2 separate regions of the Sus scrofa genome follow, and region 1 is linked to region 2. A link is a contact called in public HiChIP or PLAC-seq data. All regions are on one chromosome and are shown on one strand. Each heading gives the region's core, a stretch centred on a gene start, on an enhancer-like site or on the middle of the called end of the contact. The rest is flanking DNA. Distances are from core to core; before and after follow the strand shown. Region 1 holds the start of CENPX (centromere protein X). Region 2 holds the start of SECTM1 (secreted and transmembrane protein 1).

What was found. HiChIP or PLAC-seq counts read pairs in DNA pulled down with a chosen protein or histone mark.
Region 1: a contact with region 2 is called in an H3K27ac HiChIP or PLAC-seq map of alveolar macrophages. The contact joins the promoter of CENPX here to the promoter of SECTM1 in region 2.

Annotation. Positions count from the first base shown.
Region 1 is chr12:988,751-995,597 of Sscrofa11.1, forward strand. It overlaps CENPX (centromere protein X), which reads left to right and starts at 2,868. Exons shown (of 4, transcript XM_021066397.1): 1 at 2,868-3,000; 2 at 4,749-4,800; 3 at 5,314-5,393; 4 at 5,638-6,099. The coding sequence starts at 2,971. The coding sequence ends at 6,084. LRRC45 (leucine-rich repeat-containing protein 45) reads right to left here and starts at 2,761. Exons shown (of 17, transcript XM_021066372.1): 1 at 2,110-2,761; 2 at 1,599-1,660; 3 at 1,175-1,245; 4 at 773-951; 5 at 412-552. The coding sequence starts at 2,329.
Region 2 is chr12:726,597-734,006 of Sscrofa11.1, forward strand. SECTM1 (secreted and transmembrane protein 1) reads left to right here and starts at 3,863. Exons shown (of 6, transcript XM_021066356.1): 1 at 3,863-4,110.

The sequences.
Region 1 (6,847 bases), core at 1,618-4,117, 260 kb after region 2:
GGCAGGCTGTTCCGCTGCCACCAGAGGTAGGTGTTTAGTCCCTGCCCCAGAAGTCAGAGGCCGCTGCTTGGCTTTTAAGAGGTGCGTGTGGGCTCTTAAAAGCCAAGGCAGCGTTTACAAAACGATCAGCCAAGAGCAGCTCTGGGGGCAGAGCAATTACAAGAGCTTGCGCCACAGCAGGCAGGGCAGGGAGCTGAGGGGAGTGGCAGGGCGCTCAGCCGCCCTGGGGCCAGAGGTGGGGTCGTGATGGAAGGGGACTGTGGCACGAGGGGGTGAGGAGCAGCACCGGGCAGTCGGCTCCCACCATGAAGTGTCTCCTCGTGCTGCCCAGAGCAGCTCCTCCCCTGGTAGCCAGGCCTCCGTCACAGGGGCCAGCGCTGTGCCCTGCTCCGGAGTGCAAGCCACCCGTACCCACGGCTCTGAGGACGTCGCTGGGGATGCTGTTCCCAGCCAGCTCCAGCCTCCACAGGGTTCTGTTGCTGGGGAGACAGTTCGCCAGGGCCCGGCCCCCCAGGAGGCCGATGTGATTCCAGCGCAGGTCTGGAAAGAAACCTGGGGTCGCACAGGGTGGGGCTGGGGGCTGGCGCAGCCTGAGACACTTCCTTTGCGGGGCAGCACTGCCTGTGTCGGGGGCCCTCGTTCCCCACACCCTCCGCTCTGGGACAGACCAAAGGAAGCAGCCAGGGCTGAGGGGCCAGAGATGAAGCCCTTGCCCCGACCAAGACCGCCCAGCCTGGTCTGAGGACCAGGGCCCGGAGCCAGGCGGCCTCACCCAGCTGCTGGAGGCTGGCGTTGCTCCTCAGGGCCAGGGCCAGCTCCTCGGCGCCCTTGTGGCTGATCTGGTTGTTGCGGAGGTCCAGCTGCCGCAGGGTACTGTTGGCTGCCAGGGCGCCGCAGAAAGTGGCGAAGGCGTCTTCCCACGGGCCCAGGCTGTTCCACTCCAGGGTGAGGCTGCAGGAAGGGTGCACGGGGGGTGTGTGGCCTCATGGGGCCTCCAGCTTCCATGGGCTGCACCAGGCTCGAGAGGCTGTGGTAAAGAGGCTGGAGCCTCGAGAAACACTCACCCCCGTCCATGCGCAGCCCAGGAAGACTGGCGCGCAGGAGTGCACCGCGTCCTCTGGAGCCAACCCAGAGCCATGCTGAGAAGGAGCAAAGGCTGGGACCGCCACCTCACCTCTGGATGGACTTGTTCTGTCGGAGGAGTTTTCCCAGAGCCTCAGCTCCTGCAGCGCGAAGGTTATTGCCCTAGAACAGGAAGAGGCCAGCCCGTCATTCCTGGAGTCCTGGGCCGGGCTCCGAACACCCTCATTGGGAAGTGGGTGAGGTCACAGCGAGCTATGGGCGGGAAGCGCGGAATCCTTTCAGATTCTGCTTTCCCTGACCACAGTGGCCCCCTGATGCAGGCTCTTGGTTTGCTGTGGAATGCTCTGGAACTCACATTCCTGCCCTCAGAACACTGGCACACGTGCAGGAGACTGAGAGTCAGTGCGTACAGACACCATCTCTCGCCGCCATCGGGATCCCCGGGCCCCAGGACAACTGCAGCTTCGCTACTCTCCCTGGCCGGGGGGCAGGGCCCTAAGCGCAGATCCACCCACCTTTAGATCCAGAAACCGCACCACGGTGTTGACACACAGTCCCTGCAGCAACATCGTGGCTCCTGTAAGGGACCAGGACAGTCACTCTCCGCTCCTGGTGGCTCCATCAGGGGCAGCTCCCCAGACGGAGGGAAGGGACGAGGGTCCCCGACCAGCCAGGGTTCATGCCAAAAATGAGTCAGTCGCCCCACTCCTGTGTCAGGTTTGACACGCGGCAGGTGCGGAGTCCGGCTGCAGACCCCCCCCCATGCGGACTCTCCTAAGCCAGCTGGCTGGGGGCGCTAAGGTTTTTTCGCTACAGAGAGATGCTCCCCAGTTTCCCGAGTGAATGCTGCTGCTTGCTTTGACTACAGTGAAGGGGAGACTCCCAAAGAAGAGGACAGGCGGGCCACCGAGCACCAAGGCCTGGGGGTGCTGAGCAGCAGGGCAAACAAGCCCAGGGACGCCGACCCCTGCCCGCCCTTCGAAGCTGCAAGGGCTGCTGTGGCCACTGCGGTCCGTCGGTGCCCACCCTCGTCGCTCAGCATGCAGTCACTCAGGACCAGTTCCGTCAGCAGCGCCTCCTTCTGCAGCAGCTTGCCCAGAGCCCTGCAGGTGTCCAGCGTCAAGCTCTGTGTGGCCAGGTCCAGCCGGCCCCGCAGCAGCCCGTGCAGCCGCTGCAGGACGGCCTCCTGGGGCTCGGCCCCGCTCTCCTTGCACAGCCGGCTGTAGGCGCGCTGGAGCTCCTCCATGAGGGAAGGGCTGGCGGGGCTTCCGGCAAAGCTCCCAGACAGGCCTCACCCGGAGGCGGGGAGGCTGGGGAAGTGGGCTGCTGGCTCCTGCTCCCCTGCCCCAGTCCTTGCTGGCTGTAAGCCTCCCCCTGGGGTCTACGGAGAGCCCCCGACAGCGCAGGGGGGCGCACACAGACCCTACGCCCTCAGCAACCGCGGAATGAGGAGCAAACAGTTGCTTCAACTGGCGGGAGGCCCCGAGAGGGCGGGGGCGGGTGATCCTCGGGGTCGCCGAAGCCCAGGATCCGGGAGGAGGATGCTCTCGGGGGCGGGGCGTCTAGCGGAGGGGCCGCTCCCGCCCCCGCCCCAGGCCTCGCGCCTAGGAACCCCGCCCGCTTGCCGCGGGGGCTGGCGGCCGCGGTGCCCCTCAGTATCCAGGAAGAGCGGGGCGCGCCGGGAAGGCCTGGCGGAAACTACGACTCCCAGGACGCTTTGCGGGGGCGGTGCGCTCGCTTAGGACCAATTAGGGCGAGGGAGTGGGCGCGCGCGGCGACCCCATTGGCTGGGGGGCGCAGGGGCGAGGCTTCAGAAGGCGCGCTACGGGTCGATTGGCTGGAGGCGCGGGGGCCGGGCTTCTGAGAACGCACAACTTGGCGGCGGTCATGGAGGAAAGCGGCACGGGCTTCCGGAAAGTGAGCGAGGGACTGCGAGGCGGGGCGGAGCGGGACGGGCTAGGGGGCTCGGGGAAGGCACTGGGAGCGAGCTCGGGGCCCGGCCCCCTGCGTGAGCCACGTGTGGGCCCTAAACCAGTCCCCGTCCTGCCGGCCGGTACCTTCTAGGGTCGGCCCATTCCCAGAATCGGCCACGACCCCCATCCCGCGCGTACTTAGTCCTCCGTGGCCCGAGTGGGTGGGTCGCTAGGCCGGCAGGCTCGGTTCCCAAACCCTTCGGGCTGTGAGTGGTCTCTGGGTTTCGCTTTGTTGCTCTGCGCTAAGGGTAGGAAGCACTGAGCTTTTGATAGCAGCCCTTTGTGTACCTGGGTGAGGACTTCCTTGTCCAGCCAGCCCCTAGTGGGGGAGTTCTCCCTCTTCACCCTGGATGGCCACTTTGCCCAGGCCTAGAAGGAGTTAATGCGTCAAAGGGGAAATCACTGAGGCTGGGCCCTCCCTGCACTGTAATAGCTGCAGAGGGGAGCACTGGCTGGGCCTCCTTCTTGGGATCCTGGGCAGCTCTGGAGTCCTAGCCCTGAGGCCTCGGGCTAGAGCTGGGGTTGCCGTCATTACCCACGAGCAGGCCTGTCCCAGGCGAGGGGCACGGGGCCGGGGTGGGGGGTTGTGGTCCTCCACACAGAGAGACAGAGGCTGACCAAATCCCAGATCTCATGCTGCCCTTTGCAAGCTTGGGGACCCCCCTCTCCCAGCTGGTGCTGGCTCCTTTAGTTGTCAGGGTAAGCCGGTGCAGCAGCTGCTCCCCAGGTGGCAGCCTGGCTCTTTCAGCTCTTCCCTGGAGTCTGGGATCTAGTGGGGCAGCAGGGCCTTCTGGGCTTTCTTGGTGGGACCAGCAGGTGGCGCCAAGCTCGCGCGCTCACTCTGGGAGGGTGCGCGAGGCCGCTGCGACGCTGCCGCAGGTACGGGCTGCTGCAAGCTCTCACCCTCCTGAGCCCTGGCCGGGGCAAGCTCCGCTCCCCGTCACGCGCGCTGCTCTCCCGCTTTGCTCAGCAGCTCTGGGCGAGGCCGTGCCATCTCCCGTGGACAAGGCTGGAGGCCTGGAGGGTCCCAGCACACCTTGCCTGCACAACACCCCGTCTGGGCTCCCCCTGCTGCTGTCCTCTTGGCCCCTCGTTCACAGCCTCTCTCGTCTGGCCTCCACCCTCAGCAACCTTCCCCGGTTCTCATCACCAGCGTCTGCCATCTCTCAGGCCCAGCTGCCCACTGGCTGCTCTACCTGGGCTCCTTGGGTGTGTCCCTCACGAAAATGTTCCGAGCTGAGCTGAGTTGCTGGCCCGAGTCCATCTCCTCTCAGTGGTGCCGTCCTCTGGGGCTCAAGCTCCCCCTTGAGGAGACTGGGCCTTGCCCCGCATTTGGCCCATCCTTGCTGTTCAGGAAGTCCCGCTGGTAGCCTGGGCTCCGTCCCTGACCTTGACCGCCCAGCTCCAAGGTTCCTATGGTGCCCTTCCCCACCAGTTACGGGAAGATGCTGTCCATGTTGGCGTGGACAGACCCGTGAAGGGCTCACAGTGGGAGAGCGCCTCGTCCCTGGGCCAGAAGCACGAAACCACTCTGGTCCCGCCGGGAGCCTCCCAGGGAGCGGTCTCCCCGCTGCCCAGTCCCCAGCCCCGGAGAGAGAGCACTTCTAGTGGCAATTACCAGCCTGTCCCATCCAGGACTCAAAGCCTAAAGGGTGGGGTCAGTGGCCCACCTGACACCTCCTTTGTCCCCAGGAGCTAGTGAGCAAGCTGCTGCACCTGCACTTCAAGGATGACAAGACCAAAGGTGCGCGGACCGGAGGCTGGGGTGGGGGCGGGGGAGGCGGGCAGCCAGGCACCGGGACCCTGCACTGCAGCTCTGCAGGGCCAGGGCCTTTGGCCACTGGACACGAAGCACGTGAGCCGGGTCAGAAGCGGCAGGGACAAAAGTGGGGAGGCAGGGAGAGGGCGTGTCCGTGACCCGCTCCCTTCCCCACCTTGCAGTCAGCGGGGACGCGCTGCAGCTCACGGCCGAGCTGCTGAAGGTCTTCGTTGTGGGTGAGCGGAGGGCCCGGCAGGGTCCTCGGGGTCCCGTCCTGCTTGCCCAGACCACCGTGATCCCTTTACACTGTGGTGTTTGGTGGGGAAACCTGGGCACACTCCCACTTTCCCACAAACACCCCAGCTCTGTGTCCCTGGAAAGCGGTGTTTCAGGCCCGACCCCGGTTCTGAGCTGTCAGCTGGCACGGGGGTGGGGCAGCAGCGGGCCCAAAGCCCAGGGCTTGGGGTTCCGCCGTCGCTGCTCACCTGTGTCCTGCAGAAGCGGCCGTCCGCAGCGTCCGGCAGGCCCAGGCGGAGGACCTGACCCGCGTGGATGTGGACCAGCTGGAGAAGGTGCTGCCTCAGCTGGTAGGTGCGCCTCCGGGAGCGGGGCCTGGTCCAGGCGCTGTGGGGGCTGGGCTGGCCGCACCCACAGGTTCTGAGCACGCCCCCCGCCCCCCAACAGCTCCTGGACTTCTAAGGCTTTCCACCTCACCGTGGCTGCCTGCCTGCGTCACGGCCAAGCCCCGTGTCCACGTGTCTTGTGGCTTCTACTTTCAGAAGGGACAGGAGCTGCTGCCCCCAGGTTCTCCTCCGCTCCGGCGACAGGCCAGCGTCCCAGCAAAGCGCCCCTCCCCATGTCATGCTCTGCCTGGATGCGGCAGATGGGGGACTGAGTGGGAACCCGGCCCATGGGGGCTGGCGCCTGGGTGGTGCCCTCCCCTATGCACCCCCAGGAGCAGCCGAGCACCCACTGGGTGGCAGGAGCACACGCAGGAGGAGTGGGCCTCCTGCCAACCGTCCGAGCGTCCTCCACACACAAGCAGAGTCATGGGGCGCTGCCACCAGCGTCCAAGCTGGGCTGTCACCTTCCAGCCACTTGACACTCCTCAGAAGATGCTCCCCTGAGCTGTGCGTTTGTTCTCACAGAGCAGCGTCAGTAAACCAGAGCCGCCTCTCCAGACACAGCCTGTTGCCATTCATCCCCCCGGAGCCGGGCTGCTTCCAAGTCGGGGGGCGGGGGGGGGCGGGTGACGCACAGCAGGTGTGAGGGCCGCGCCGTGGGCCGGCCTCGTGGGGTGAAATTGGGGCCCGTGCACGTGTGGCTGCCTGCCTGGGACCCCACCTACGCCACGGCCTGGGGTGCCCAGGACCAAGTGGGGCTGGCTGCCGGGGGGCACACTGTGGGAAGGGAGGGCCACTGGCCCGGGCCCACACCAGGGACAGGCAGCTCGGAGCTGCTTGGGCCCCTCTACAAGTCTGGTCGGGACACCTGGCTGCCCTCAGGGGCCCACCCCACCCGCAGCACCCACCTCCCACCAATCCCGAAAGTTGCTTGGACTGTCAGAGGCTGCCCCAGGGCTGAGACCACAGAGTCACGACCTGCAGGGTTGGGAGACCCGGCCCATTGGGGAGGGACCCCCGCCCCTACTGCTGCGGGCACCTGGAAGCCCTCCCTCCAGCCGCGGCTCCCCACCTCTGTCTCCCCCTTGCAGCAGGGAGTCTCGGGCTTCAAAGCTCTGGGCGCATGTGGAAGTAATCAGACCTGAGGGGAGAGGCTGGTGACAAGTGCCAGCGCCTGTGCCCCACAGCCACTTTGAAGTGCGTGCAGAAGTGGGGTGGGCGGGGCACCGGGAAACCCCAGGCCAGCCCTGCCCGCCCGCCCTGCGGGGTGGGGGCTGTCCTCCACCCTCCTGGCAGCAGACAAGGGATGCCCGGAGGCCCTTCTCAGAGGAGGAGCGGTCAACTCCATCCGACAGCTAAAGCCCAGGGGCCCTGTGCCCTTGGTGACGGCCTCCCAGGCCCAGGTCACC
Region 2 (7,410 bases), core at 2,613-5,112:
GAGTCACGTGGTTGAGCGCCCACGGCCTTGCCTCTGGGAAGTCACCTCTGAAAGCACTGTTCACTTTATGGTTTTATGACATTCCAGCGGTTTGCGTTCAACATAAACAGACTAGTTCATTGTCAGACACCGAAGGGCTTCATGAGGACATCCCTTCCCATCAAAGTCCCTGGGGCACCTCATCTGTGAGCCCTCAGCCTTGGAGGCCCCTCGGGGTGTGGGAGGCCCGCCCAGGAGCCCCCGCTGAGCTGGATGGGCAGGAGGGCAGGCTGATTTGGGAGGTGGCCTCAGGGACCAGCCCCTGCTTTCAGCCCAGGGGGTGGGGCACTTGGGTCCCCAGGCCAGGCCATTTGTGAGGCCTCTTTCTCATGCCTCCTCGGCCCTACTGCCAGAATCTCGGCCGCCTCTGGGCACTGACACCAAATAGAGTCACGGGGAGACGGAGCACGAGGAAACAGCAGGAAACAGCTGGCTAGAGCCGCAAGGACCGTGGCCCCTGCCCCGCGGGGCGGGGAGGGAGGAGTCCCAGCGGGGGAGGAGCAGGGCGGGATCGGCTCGTGGACATTTTCCTGATTGGCTGGTGGTGAGGTCATCGGGAGTGGGCGTCATCCTCCTCTGGTTCCAGCTGGTCGGGGGTTTCGGGGGTTTCCGTGCTGGGGGCAGCATCCAGTCGACTTCCGCCTGGTGGGGCTTCGGCATCTGCAAAACAGCTCGGAGGACAGGGCTGGGGATGCTACCTCGAGTCCTTGGGGAAGAACTCAAGGTTCTTGACTTTGTTGAATGACTAAAAGACTGTTTTCCTCCTTCTCTATATTTTCTCATTTCTCTGATTAAATTGATTCTTTGACTGAGGTTTTTCTATAAACAAACGGAGGTGGAGGACCTGAGCCAGGGTCCCCAGGGTCCTGCTCCCTTACAGCCCTCGGGGCAGGGTGGGGTCTGGGGCCCTGGCCTCTGCGCCCCTCTGGGGGCTGGATGTCACAGTGACTTGGTGCCATCGTCCCGCGAGGACGACTGGATTTGTGCTTTATTTGCCCACTGGGCAAAAGTCACAAAAGTCACTCCTTTACCACGTCCTGGTGTAGGGACTCTGTCCTGCCTGCCCACCTGGTTCTAGATGCTCCACCTGTGGGGCAGCTGGAAGGTTCTGCCCTATCCCGTCTGGGCCTTTCCTCTGCCACACCCACAATTCAAGGGTCCCCCAGACTCAGTTCTGCATTCACCTCTCGTTTCAGCAACGTGGGGCATCACCCACTCAGCACCCTTAGCCCCAGCACCCAGCACCCTTAGCCTTGTGCCCGACGAGGACTTGCCACCTGTGGGCCCACAGCCTGGGGACCACCTCGTCCCTTTCTCCACCCCACACTTGGCCAGCGTGTCACCTTGGATTCTAGTGGAAGGAGAAGGCCACATGCCCAGCTGGCACTCCTCTCCCCACCCCTAAACCACCAAGATCTGTGGGCTCTGCCTCCTCTGTACCCTTCTTTTTTTGGTCTTTTTGTCTTTTTAGGGCCGCCTCTGTGGCATATGGAGGTTCTGAGACTAGAGGTCGAATTGGAGCTGTAGCCATCAGCCCACACCACAGCCACAGCCACAGCCACACAGGATCAGAGCCTCAGCTGCAATCTACACTACAGCTCATGGCAACGCTGGATCCATAACCCATTGAGTGAGGCCAGGGATCTAGTCGGTCGCTAACCGCTGAGCCACGATGGGAACTCCTCCTCTGTACACCTCTGAGCCTTCCCCACCCTGCCTCGGACACCCCGCTCAACCCCTGACCTCCAGACCCGCCACCCCCCCACCCCCCTGCCTTCCAGGGCTGATGAGGGGCCCTGGGCTGAGAGCAGCTGCCACTTGTCAGCCGAGTGCACTGGCCCTGGCTTCTCTCTGACACTTTAAGGAAAAAGCAAACAGCAGGCGCCAGGCTCTGCTGGAGCAGAGACAGACCGCTCCAACAACACATGCGCAGACAGGTGCCTGGGGTCACAAGGGAGGGTGCCAGCCCAGGATGAGTTAGCCCCCCCTGATACCCCCCACCCCGGGCTGGAATCCACCTGGGCGAAAAGATGCACAGGTGAGGCCCTGGGTGTGGTCAGGTGTGAGAAATAAAGCAAGATAAGTGGCCAGAGAAAAACAACCACGCGGAAGGCCTGCCCCACGTCCCTTGGCGGCTCCCCACCATGGGGCGTCCACACTCGCTCTGCGTGCGCTCTTGGGCTTCCGCTCCCCTGCTCCCCCGGCGTGTGCCCTCCCGATGCCCTCCCGATCCCCATAAACTTTGTGCCTGTTTTCACCGTCTCCTCCTCCTTGCAACACCCTTGCTTTCAGAAGGCTAAGAATCGGGCAACCTGCTTTTTGCTTCCAGCCCCCAGGGGTCTCGGGGCTTTAATTCCCGGTTTCCTCCCAGGCTGCCCAGGCTCCATTCCTGAGCAGAGAATCAAGATCTCGCCTCAAGCCGCCGCTCAGTACCGTCTCCCCGATGTCAGTCCCACTCTGGAGGGGACAAACCCCCTCTCTGGCCCCCACCCACGACATGGCGACCTCTAGGTCTCCTCCTGGGGAAGCCGGGCCCCGCCCGGCACGTGACCCCTTGTCGCCCTTGACTGGAGGCTCCGTGGCCGCGTCTGCACCTGGCCGGCTGCTCTGCCACAGGGAAGACGGAGCTTAGAGAGGCTACGCAGGCTGGCCAGCGGGGAGTGATAACGAATGGGCGAAGGACCAGCAGCCAACTCCTAGTCAGCAGTGAAGCTGGCTGGGCTGGCGATTCCCCGAGAGCTGGGGAGGCTGGACGTGGACCCAGGGTGCAGGTTCAAGTCCAGGACGCCTGCTTCCCTGCAGCAACCTGGGGAACAGGGCCTAGAGGTGAACAGGAGTGACTCCCGCACCCCCATCCTTCCACATCTGTGTAGCTCGCAGGTATCCCCTTGCCCCGCTCAGAGGGTCAAAGAGAAACTTATCCTAGTGGTTTTATAATAAGCACCAGACCCGTGTGTACAGAAAACTGCACAGACCCTGCAATGAACTCCGGCTTCCACGCTTCTCCCAGGTCAGCACCCAGCAGCCTCCACCCTCTGGAAACGCGCTCACACCGGTGCGTCCCCAAGGCGTCTCCACGCCCACCCCGTGGGTCCCTCAGTGGGGAGGGAGCCGGGAGGACCCCCCCCCCCGCACCCTCTTAACCCCTCACCGTGGCTGCCATCCCGCTCCCTCGCCCTGCCCGGCCCCCCATAGACCCAATGGATTCTCAGCCGGTGGCTCTGCCCTGTGTGGGCGCGGCACACAGGAGGGGACTGGAGGTCCCCCAGTCCACGCAGGGAAGTGAACCCACCTGGCTCCTGCCCGCAGAAAGAGGCGCATCCTTTCCGAGGAGCTAGAGCTTCGACCTCCAGGGACGGGGGCTCCTGAAAAACCATTTCCTGCAGTTTTCTTCAGAATGACCATCTAATGCAATGCTTCTAATTAAATTGCGGTGAGGGATTCACTACCAAGAAAACCACAGGCGTTTCCCATCACTTCAGGGCAGTTCCGAAGCTCTTTTTGAGTGACTTCCCATAACTTGGGGTTTCCCTTTTTTTTTTTTTGGTCTTTTTGCCTTTTCTAGGGCCGCTCCAGAGGCATATGGAGGTTCCTAGGCTAGGGGTCTAATCCGAGCTGTAGCCACTGGCCTACACCAGAGCCACAGCCACGCGGGATCCAAGCCGCATCTGCGACCTACACCGCAGCTCGGAGCTGTAGCCACTGGCCTACACCACGGCCACAGCCACGCGGGATCCAAGCCGCATCTGCGACCTACACCGCAGCTCACGGCAACGCGGGATCCTTAACCCGCTGAGCGAAGCCAGGGATGGGACCCGCAACCTCATGGTTGCTAGTCGGTGTCGCTAACCACTGCGCCACGACGGGAACTCCTTTCCGAATCCCGGACCAAGTGCTGCACCTCCTGCCCATCCTGGATCCGCCGCCTTTCCTCCGCCTCCTCCGCAGGCTCCGCCCTGGGATTTTCTCACCCGGCGAACCGAGGAGCGGCGGCCGAGGGCGTGGAGAAGCCGCGCGGGAGCGGAGCGGAGTCGCAGGCGAGGCGCGCGGGGGAGCGGAGCGGAGTCGCAGGCAAGGGGCGCGCGGGCAGCTCGGGGCGTGTGGGTTCGCGCCGGGGTGGAGAAAGCGGGGCGCCGAGCTCCTCGACCCGCCCCCGCCGCCTCTTGCCAGGGTGTCGGCGCGCAGGGGCCGAGGCGCAGGTTGCGCGCCGCGGGAGGCAAGGGGCCAGGGGCTCTCGAGGCGGCGGGGACTGAGTCTCTGCAGGGCGCCCCCAGGCTCGGCTCTCAGAGGGGCCGGGAGGTGGCATCTCGGGTTAGGGCGCCCAGCGCTCAGGACAGAGCCCCTCCTGCCCCAGACCGGTCCCGACCCAGCACGGCGGTTCTCACACTCGCGGGCACAAACTCACACTTATGTGCACTCACAGGGACACACACGCACGCACACGTGGACACTCACAGCCACAGCTTATTTACTCACAAACACTCATAAAGCAATAAAATCCCAGCCCCCTCCCCCGAAGGTGAGGGGAAGGCACTCGACGGCCCCTGTCCTTGCTCAGCTTTCATTTTTGGTTTGACCGCAGCAACAACTGCGAAATTCAATTCAACACCCACTACTGGTTAATGATCTGCAGTTTGAAAACCCCGGGGCCCCTGGAGGCCCCTGTCCCTGGGGCCCGAGGTTGTGAAGGGAGTGGGAGGTGCTGGGGCCGCCGGAGGGGGGGCCCGCGGGTGCGAAGGAGGAGGATTCTCAGGGGAGGTGTCTGTGTCCCGGAGCAGAGGCACAGCGGGTGCTGAGCTGTGCAGTGGGAAGGGTTTGCAGGCTCGGGCCCCAGGCCCGGAGGACTCTAACTGCCCAGCAGGGACCCGGCTGGGTAGGGGTGCCCCAGACTGGGGCCTTTCTCCCTCTGAGCCGGGGTTGGGGCTCTGTCTTCTGGAGCCGGTAGGTCACATCCCTGCACGGTGATCAGCGCCGAGCTCCCCCTCCCACGTAAACACCCAGGTGCATCCAGGTGGGTGTTCCTGGAGCCGCTGCAGCAGGTGGGAAAGCTGTGCCAGCTGCCCTCGGGTGCTGTGGGCGTGGAGATCCCTGACGATGCAGGGCCCCTGCAGACCTGGCCAGGCGACACCCTCCCTTCCACAACCTGCTGCCTCAGTTTCCCGAGGTCTCACAGCAGAAAAGGTGCTGGCCACTGCACACACTTTCTGAGGTGTTTCGCTGGCTCCCAAATGTGAGCAGCTCCCCAGTGGCCGCACAGACCCCAGCAGTGTCACCCCGTGTTGATATGTGCAGATGCCAATTCAGCATCAGTGATTTGGGAGAAATCTGAATTGTTGCCTGTGCTTTTCCACTTCCAGAGGTCTGGAGGCCCCTCCAGGCCATGCCACACGGACCCGTCTGCGCCTCTGCCTCCACCCCTCACTTTCCTCTCTGTGCCTGGGCCCCTCTGCTGTGTGGTTTTCTGTCTGCAGAAGTGTCAGGGAAAGGTGGGGAGCCGTGTGGAGCTGCCAGATTTAGGGACCCATGTGAATTTATGATAATGAAGCATTTTGAAATACCAGCATATCCCAAATATTGCATAGAATATACCTGTGTTTAAAAATGAGACAGAAGGGAGTTCCCGTTGTGGCACAGCGGAAATGAATCCGACTAGTATCCATGAGGGCGCGGGTTTGATCCCTGGCCTCGCTCAGTGGGTCGGGGATCAGGTATTGCTGTGAGTTGTGGTGTAGGTTGCAGACGCGGCTTGGATCCTGCATTGCTGCGGCTGTCTCGTAGGCCGGCAGCTGTAACTCCGATTGGCCCCCTAGTCTGGGAACTTCCATATGCCTCAGGTGTGGCCCTAAAAAGCAAAAAATAAAAATAAATAATAAAAATAGAAAATAAATAAAAATGAGACAGGCGTTCTCATTGTGGCTCAGCGGTAACGAACCTAACTACCATCCATGAGGTCTCGGGTTCGACCCCTGGTCCCGCTCAGTGGGTTAAGGATCCCACGTGGCTGTGGGGTGGGCTGGCAGCTGCAGCTCCTATTAGACCTCTAGCCGGGGTACCTCCATATGCCACGTGTGGCCCTGGGAAGACAAAATAAATACAAAATAAGAAAACTAAAGACGAGACAACAGTGCAGCCATAGACAGATCAGGGCAGCAGGATACGCCTGAGGGTAACAGGGGGCCTCTGTCTCCAGTCGTGCTCTGTGCAGACAGCCTTCCGCGCTCCATGAGGTGGAGGCGTGTCTCCACTTACGGAATCGGCTCAGTGAGTTAAGGCTTGTCTGTGGTTTCGGGGTCTGCCCCCCGCTTGGGGATCTCCCCCACTCAGCCTCTCTCCTCTGATGGGGGCGACCCTGGTCCGAGGTGGGTACAGTTTGGGGGCAGAGATGGGACAACCCAGGCGTTTCCTTGTCTGGCTTCTGGAGCCACCCAGGGGCAGGGGCTTTCATGGCAAGGGGGCCCTCGATGAGAGCGTGAAGATGGACCCAGAGCCCATTGTGTGGGGGCAGAGCCCCTCGGCCTGGGGGGAGCTCGGAGGAGACCGGGGCGGGGGTGGCCTGGGGCAGTGGGGACAGGAGCCTGGAGCCCACACCTTCAGCAGTCCCCCACTGCCCGTGACAACATGACAGGATGGCCAGGGCCACCTTCGCAGGTCACACCCCTCAGGAGGACACTGGGCGGCGCTCGCAAGCCTGTGACTTCCCGGTTGGAGGCTTCAGGCCACTTCATTGTGTGTGAAAACATCCCTTGAAATAGCACGTCTCAGGACCACAGACGTGGATTTCTCAAGGTGAAGCCGAGAGTCGTGTTTTCAGAATGAGTCAGTGTGACCTGGCGGTTAGATCACCGGGTCCGCAGGGCGCTGAGAACCGCAGAGCCTGGGGCAGGGAGGCCCGTGAGAGTCTCCTGCCAGGAGACCCAACATGCAACGCCGGCGTGAAGCACAGCCCGCGGCACGGACTGGGCTCGGGGACCCCACACCCCTTGCTCAGAGGGCCACGTCCACACCCCCAAAGGCCACCCGCCATCCTCCCTGCCGACCTCAGGGCCCAGCCTGCTGCTCCCTTGGCCTCCCTCTCGCCGGGCAGCACACGCACTCTCTCCCAAAGCCCAGCTGGGCAGGTCAGCATGTGTCAGGTCACCCCCGCCCCCATCTCCGCGTCACCTGGTCCAGCTGAGGACCAAGGCTGACCTTTGACCCACCCAGCTTAGCCGAGGCACCTGCCCAGGGTGTGCGTGTGCGTGTGTGTACGCGCACCTGCGTGGCCTGACTCCCGTCGATGGGGCACCCGGACCCACGTTGGACGGCTGGGAAAATGGGGGGGGCAGACGCTGTGCCGAGGTCAGTGGAGGCGGCAGGGCGGTGTTGGGGGGA